Regions from separate parts of the Mus musculus genome. Here region 2 is linked to region 1. Evidence: chromatin contacts called from public Hi-C data. All regions are on one chromosome and are shown on one strand. The core of a region is the stretch at or near the end of the contact, and the rest is flanking DNA. Distances in the headings are between cores, read along the strand shown.

What was found. A called contact is a pair of places that touch in the nucleus more often than the background predicts.
Region 2: a Hi-C map of the MNK3 cell line shows a contact between it and region 1, with 8 times the contacts expected there. The contact joins the enhancer-like site here to the promoter of Xpo4 in region 1. A contact is called at or near these places in 12 of 39 promoter capture datasets (the 3T3-L1 cell line, 3T3-L1-derived adipocytes, cranial neural crest and 7 more), 1 of 15 datasets of contacts at CTCF or cohesin (large pre-B cells), 75 of 484 Hi-C or Micro-C datasets (the AtT-20 cell line, B cells, the C2C12 cell line and 45 more), 10 of 115 datasets of contacts at active chromatin or transcription factors (PVALB interneurons, T-cell acute lymphoblastic leukemia, astrocytes and 7 more) and 1 of 9 other capture datasets (adipose tissue).

Annotation. Positions count from the first base shown.
Region 1 is chr14:57,663,687-57,666,784 of GRCm38.p6, reverse strand. Xpo4 (exportin 4) reads left to right here and starts at 1,547. Exons shown (of 23, transcript NM_020506.2): 1 at 1,547-1,897. The coding sequence starts at 1,829.
Region 2 is chr14:59,120,761-59,123,858 of GRCm38.p6, reverse strand. No RefSeq gene overlaps it. Among named protein-coding and RNA genes, the nearest start is that of 1700129C05Rik, 21 kb to the left of the region's middle. Within about 2 kb of position 1,583, at least 2 of the 459 cell types and tissues checked have an H3K27ac peak or open chromatin away from gene starts, as enhancers often do. A contact at or near this core is called in the MNK3 cell line and the P5424 cell line, where this site is marked.

The sequences.
Region 1 (3,098 bases), core at 298-2,797:
GAAGGCAGACAAGTGCAGAGGTCAGAGGGCAATTTACAGTCAGTTCTCTCTATTTGCTATGCACTTTAGGATTGAAGTTAGGTCCTCAGGCTAGTACTGAAAGTTCTTTTATCTGCTGAGCCATTTGGCTGGCCCCTGTTCACACAAATCTCAACAGGAAAACCACCATTAACAGCACTTCAACTAATTTTGTCATCTGGTAATGAAATGAAAGACACTTTTATTTCTCAAGCAAAAAAAAAAAAATCTCATTAATTTACTTCTCAAAAATAGTAGAGAAGTCAAAAAAATCCAAACAAACAAACAAAAAACCGATTGGCCATGCCTTTAATCCCAGCACTGAGGAGGCAGAGGGCAGGTGGATCTTTGTGTTTGAGGCTGGCCTGGTCTACAGCGTGAATAGAAAAATCCTGTTAAAAACACAAGAAAAGGGGCTGGAAAGATGGCTCAGCGGTTAAGAGCACTGACTGCTCTTCTGAAGGTCCTGAGTTCAAATCCCAGCAACCACATCGAGGCTCACAACCATCCATAGTGAGATCTGATGCCCTCTTCTGTGGAGTCTGAAGTCAGCTACAGTGTATTTACATATAAAATAAATAAATAAAGGCACTGAGAGTGGGTGGGGTGAAGAGAAGAATTTACATTTGTTTCAATAGAAACAATAGTAATAGAGAGATAGCTTAGTGGTTAAAAGCACTGGCTGCAATTCCAGAGGACTCAGGTTCAGTTCCAGCACCCTTACAATCATCAGTAACTCCAGTTGCTGGGGATTTGACACTCTCACACAGACATACATGCACACAAAACAATGCACATAAAATAAAAAATAAATCATTTAAAAATTAATGCAATTCTATTTCGAAGACACAAAACCTCAAAGGGGCGGAGGGCAGACTTACAAATCTCTGGGAAAACCAGGAAGTCTACAGAAGGAACTCAAAAACGTGGATTTTCCCCAGAAAGCAGAACAGGCAGTCAACAAAACTCAGAAAATGGAGCTGTCAGGTCGAAACATACAAATACTTCAACTAGACCACCTTTTGAACATTGAACTAGCTGATGTCGGGATCACTTTCCTGGACGTAGACTTTGAAAAACAAAACCTTAAAGAACCGGAGAGAAGACAGCGCGTTGAAGTTACTGTAACGCACCTTTCCTCGCAGATTCTGTACTTAGCATTGCTATTATAAACTCCTGAAGTCCAAAGCTGGCGGCAGCTGAGCCCTTACTGACTTCAGGAAGCCAAGTGGTTAGGGAGAGGGTTTCAAAAATCAAGAAAACCAAGCATTTCGTCCACGGATGCCCTTTTCTCACAGCGGAATGAACCGCGGAGCGGGAGGCATGAATTCTGGGCGTAGACGCACCCTTAGGAGAGCGCTTCCAAGGCTAAGAGATCCTGCTCCACACCGGACAGCCTATGGGAGCGAGAGGAAGCTCCCGCACGGGCAGGACACCCAAACCTTAACCCGCAGCTAACGGGCTGCGCGGCTCCGGTCCAGGACCTCGCGGCCCGCACCCAGCAGGGAACCACGCATGCGCAGGCCCCAGACCCGCGCGGGATGCCCGGCCGCGGCTGACAGAGCCAACCGCTCGGCCTCGCCCGGTGCCGGCTGCCGCCGCCCTCCTCCCAGCGCCGCGACCGGGCTCACGCTTGTCTCCTTCCAGCTGCTCAGGAATCGGCGGTCCCGTCAGGCCGCTGGGGGCGCGACGCCGACGGCTGCTGCGACAGCCCGGGAGGCGCGAGAGGCGCCGGGGTCGCGGCGGCGATTGGCCGGCCGCGGCGCCTGCTCCCAGAATGCAGCGCATGGCGCGTCATTGAAGAGAGACCATGATGGCGGCGGCGCTGGGGCCCCCAGAAGTGATCGCTCAGCTGGAGAACGCGGCCAAAGTTCTGATGGTGAGGACGCCGGGTCCGGAGAAACGGGGGATTAGTGGGACTCCGGCTGGCTCTCCCTGGTCAGGCCTGCTGTCCGCTGGGTTGGTGGCCAGGAAGGGCCTTGGGATGAACCCTGAAGTGGAGGTGGTGGTGGCGTGGCGCAGGATTCTCCATCCTACTTTCCTCTTGCCTTGGTTCTTTACTTTCTAGTGCTGTCTCCTTCCCTGACCGCCTTGTTCCTCCGCCTGGCACTGGGGTGTAGTGGTGTAAGATGGAGAGTTTCCTGTGCCGCCAGCTTCGCTCCATACCTCGCTAGGCAGACTGGGTAGCAGAGCAAGGCACAGGGTGAACCCCGCAGGACTTGGGTTAGGGAACATTCTTGGGACTGTGTGCATGACGCTGGGGAGTTGATCCTGTTAGGAGAGGGATGGCATAGTCTGGGTGCTGTTAGCAACCCTCGTTCTCTTGTGGATCGGGTCCCCTAGCTCTTTGCCTGACATGCAGACTGTTCTGGGTAACCGCAGCAGGCGGCACGTGGACGGACCGGCCGGAGGGAGAGAGGCTAATCTTTAGGACCAAGGTCGTTGGGGCAAAACTTGGTTCAAGACCTACTCTTTGTGGGTTTCGCGTTTTGGAAAACTGACTCTGTGGCAGGTTCCCAGGTACTTATTAGCTGAAGTCTAACAACTACCACGAAATAGTTTGGTGAGGGTGTTTGAGCAGGACGAGTCGGTATTATAAACAGGATTTCACATAGGGAGCAAAAGTAAGGAGAAGGATACTGTTTCGTTACTTAGTAAACTGTGTGTCTTATGCTTGCTGGCTCAGCCTGATTTCTTTCTTTCGTTCTTTGTAAATTATGACGATTGCATTTGTAGGGTTTTTTGTTTTGTTTTTAAAATTAGATGTCCATTTTATTACTTGAAATGATTTAGACATTTTAACAACTAAATGCAGCTAGATTTCTTTTTTACCCTACTTTAAGGTTACTGTCAAGGATTCTGTTGGAGCATCCTATTTAAGGATATTTTAGTTAAGGCCTGGAGAGACTGCTCAGTAGTTAAGAGCACGTGTTGCTTTTCCAGAGGACCTGAGCAGGTTCCCAGGTCAGGTAGTCAGTAGTTACCAATTGTAACTCCATTAAGTTTTGTCTTCACATACAATATAAGATGCTTTGGCTTTTAGAAAGTGAGAAGAGGGCCTAGAGAGATGGCAGCTCAGG
Region 2 (3,098 bases), core at 334-2,833, 1.5 Mb before region 1:
TTTCTTTTTTCTTTCCTTTCCCTTCCTTTCCCTTCCCTTCCCTCCCCTCCCCTCCCTTCCTTTTTTCTTTTCTTTTCTTTTCTTTTCTTTTCTTTTCTTTTCTTTTTTCTCCTTTCCTTTCTTCTTGCCTTGCCTTGCCTTCCCCCCCCCCTTTTTTTTCCTGCTCCCAAACACCCTTTCTCTCAGGAACCCCTCTCCAAGCTAAGGCTGGTCCTTGGCATCCAAGCATTTTTATATCCCAAAAATTCATCATAAATCAAGGAGTTTCAGCAGGAATGTTTACATGGTTTCCATTACGAGTAGTTATCTAATTAAACATTCATTATCTGTCACTATTTCTACAAGTTCATTAAACGTTTAAAACAATAATTCTTGTTATAAGCTAGCACAGTTTTGTCAAGAGACAAGTCATCTGCCTTGTGTCTTATTAGTTTTGAAGTTTTGTGTAGATAAATCCAGTCAATATTTTATCTTCTGTCTTTTCGCCTATAATAAATTGTCCATTCCCAGTGTATTACATTTTACATATCAGGTTTCACAGCTAGCCTAAAAGGAATGTTTTCCCTAATCATAAATTTGTTGCAAGCCTGCTTTCTATCCTAGTGCAATTAGACTGTGACACATCAATGTTTACGGAGCCCTAATTGCAGCTTTTCCTATTTACCTGTAAAAATTTAGAATCATTATTAGGAATTATGAAATAATCAGTTTGTCTATATAGCATTACTACAAGAGAGTAAATCTTCATTGATTTGCAGACAATCTGCCCATTAGGGTGGGCTAATGTCCAGGAATTATTAGACTAATTTTTAATGACTGAAAAGGCATATCAGCAATAAAATTTAATTCTGAGATGTGATTTCTAAAGGCCCTGCAATATAGAATTTACTCATTGCAGCTATGCTAAAATGGTGGGCCATCTCCAGGAAAGTTACCTGCATGCCTTTAGTTATTCAGTCTCTAATTTAACAACCTCTCCTCTTACCAGTCCCTTACAACCCGGTTCTCCCTGATCACATATATCACTCTACTAACTAGCTCGTGGTCACCAAGATCTCCCTCAATGAAGTTGTTAGTAATCAACATCTTCCCACGAGGAGCCTCTGCTGTCCAATCATCCTCACAGCATTGCTTTGCTGACCAACATCTCTCTTTACCAAGCCCCTGATAAAGTTTCTCAGCCCAGTTCTAGGTAACCAATACATCCACACCCAGTTCCTGGCAACCAGCATCTCCCTTGGCCTTGTCCCTGGTAACTAACATCCCTAACCATTTAGTTCCTGGGCAGTAACATCTTAAAAACTGAGTTAATAAAAATCCCTGTCTACAATATATCCCCAGTAAGCAACCGATTGAAGCACATAGTCACCTGCAACTGTGATTTTCTTTTTCCTAGCCCTTTATACCACACAACTTAAACACTTATTCTGGCTTACATCTCTAGGCATTTATTCCATCACAGTCAGAATCTAGAGAAGACTAGACATGGAGGGAGGGGAAGGCATACTAGTAGAAGCAGTAGGCTTTATATCTCTGCTGTCACTCCTACTTGAAAGGCTGAGCAAACAGCAAGTGGGGCTGGGCTATAAAACCTCAAGGTCAAGCCCCCAAGGACTCACTTCCTTTAGAGACCCACCACTTCCTGGACGATCTAAAACCTCTGCAAACTGTGCCATCCATTGTTCAAATACTAAGACAAAGACAAGTCCACATGCTCCAAACTCCCTACAAGAAATGAAACCTTCTAACCATGCATATTTTAATGTGTAAGTTACAGTTGATAAAAATATATTTGTGCAGCTAATATGTTAGGAACTGGCAACAAAGGTTTTTTGTTTTTCAATGTACTGAGATCAGTTTCTTCAGAGCCATCAGAGTCTCTGACAAGTTGTTAAGATCAGCACCCACACTTCTGGCATATGCTGTCAATTTACAGCCTTGGGCTGGGTGGAGTGAAGAGAAGTTTCCATAATTGTCTCACATGGATGCTGAGACATTCACAATCAGAGTGAAAATAAAAGGATTTGTCGTGGTGACAACCAAAAAGAAAACTACAATATCATCTCCAAATTGTAATCACCATCACCTATAATTGTATGTGTTCAGCAACAAATTCTTCCTACTTGTAGAAACTGTACGCTGGTAGTATTATGAACCCTTTTGCTGGTGGTGTTTCTTATCTATTTTTTTTCTGACTTTTCTGTCTCTGTTTGTCTCTCTGTCTCTGTGTGTGGCATATGTTGCATGTCTCTATACATATGTGTACATGCTTGTAAGCACACATGTTGCATGTGTGTGTAGGACAAAGGTTGGTCAGGCATCTATCTTGATTATTCTCCATCTTATCCTGTTGTTTTTATTTTTTGAGTATTTTTGTTCTTTATTGGATTGGAAACTATCAATATAATAGCAGTAATTATGACCTCAAGATGTTCTGATCAGACACAACATTTTTTTTACCATAAATTATTACAAAAGCCTTTACAAACAAACAAACAAATAGACAGACAAGAAAGCAAGCTAAAACATTTCATTTCTGTTCATTGTACAGCTTTTGTGATGTGATGGGCTGTAAAATTAAGCTGTAATTCATATAAGTCATATAAGGTGACTGCTAAGCTAGTGAATGTCCTTGCTGTCAATTCCTTCCTTCATTTAATTCATGTTGATTGAACTGTTCCATGAGCACTTCTTCATATGTCACACAGCTAATTGACCACACTGTTATTGTGCTCCTGGATTCTCCTTGTTTTCCTTAAGATTCCCTCAAACTTCTGCTTATCCATAAGACTAAGTTCAAGGTGGCTCTACCTCTTCAGAGTTTTTCCTAGTGATCACAGACAACACAGAACTCAAAGAAGTACTTTGCCTTCTACTTTGATGTGTGGAGTAGTCCCACATTTGGTGCAGATGTCTTTAAGAATTGCCAGTCATGGCAGTGATTGATTCTATGATTTGGACATTCTTTGCATTTATACTTCTCTTTTTGAGTATGACCTTAACTCCTTGATATTTTCATTGTTGAACCTTACCTGCTAGGATTACCCTACCTTATTATTTGATACAGGACCTATGACTGAACCCAGAGCTCATCTGTT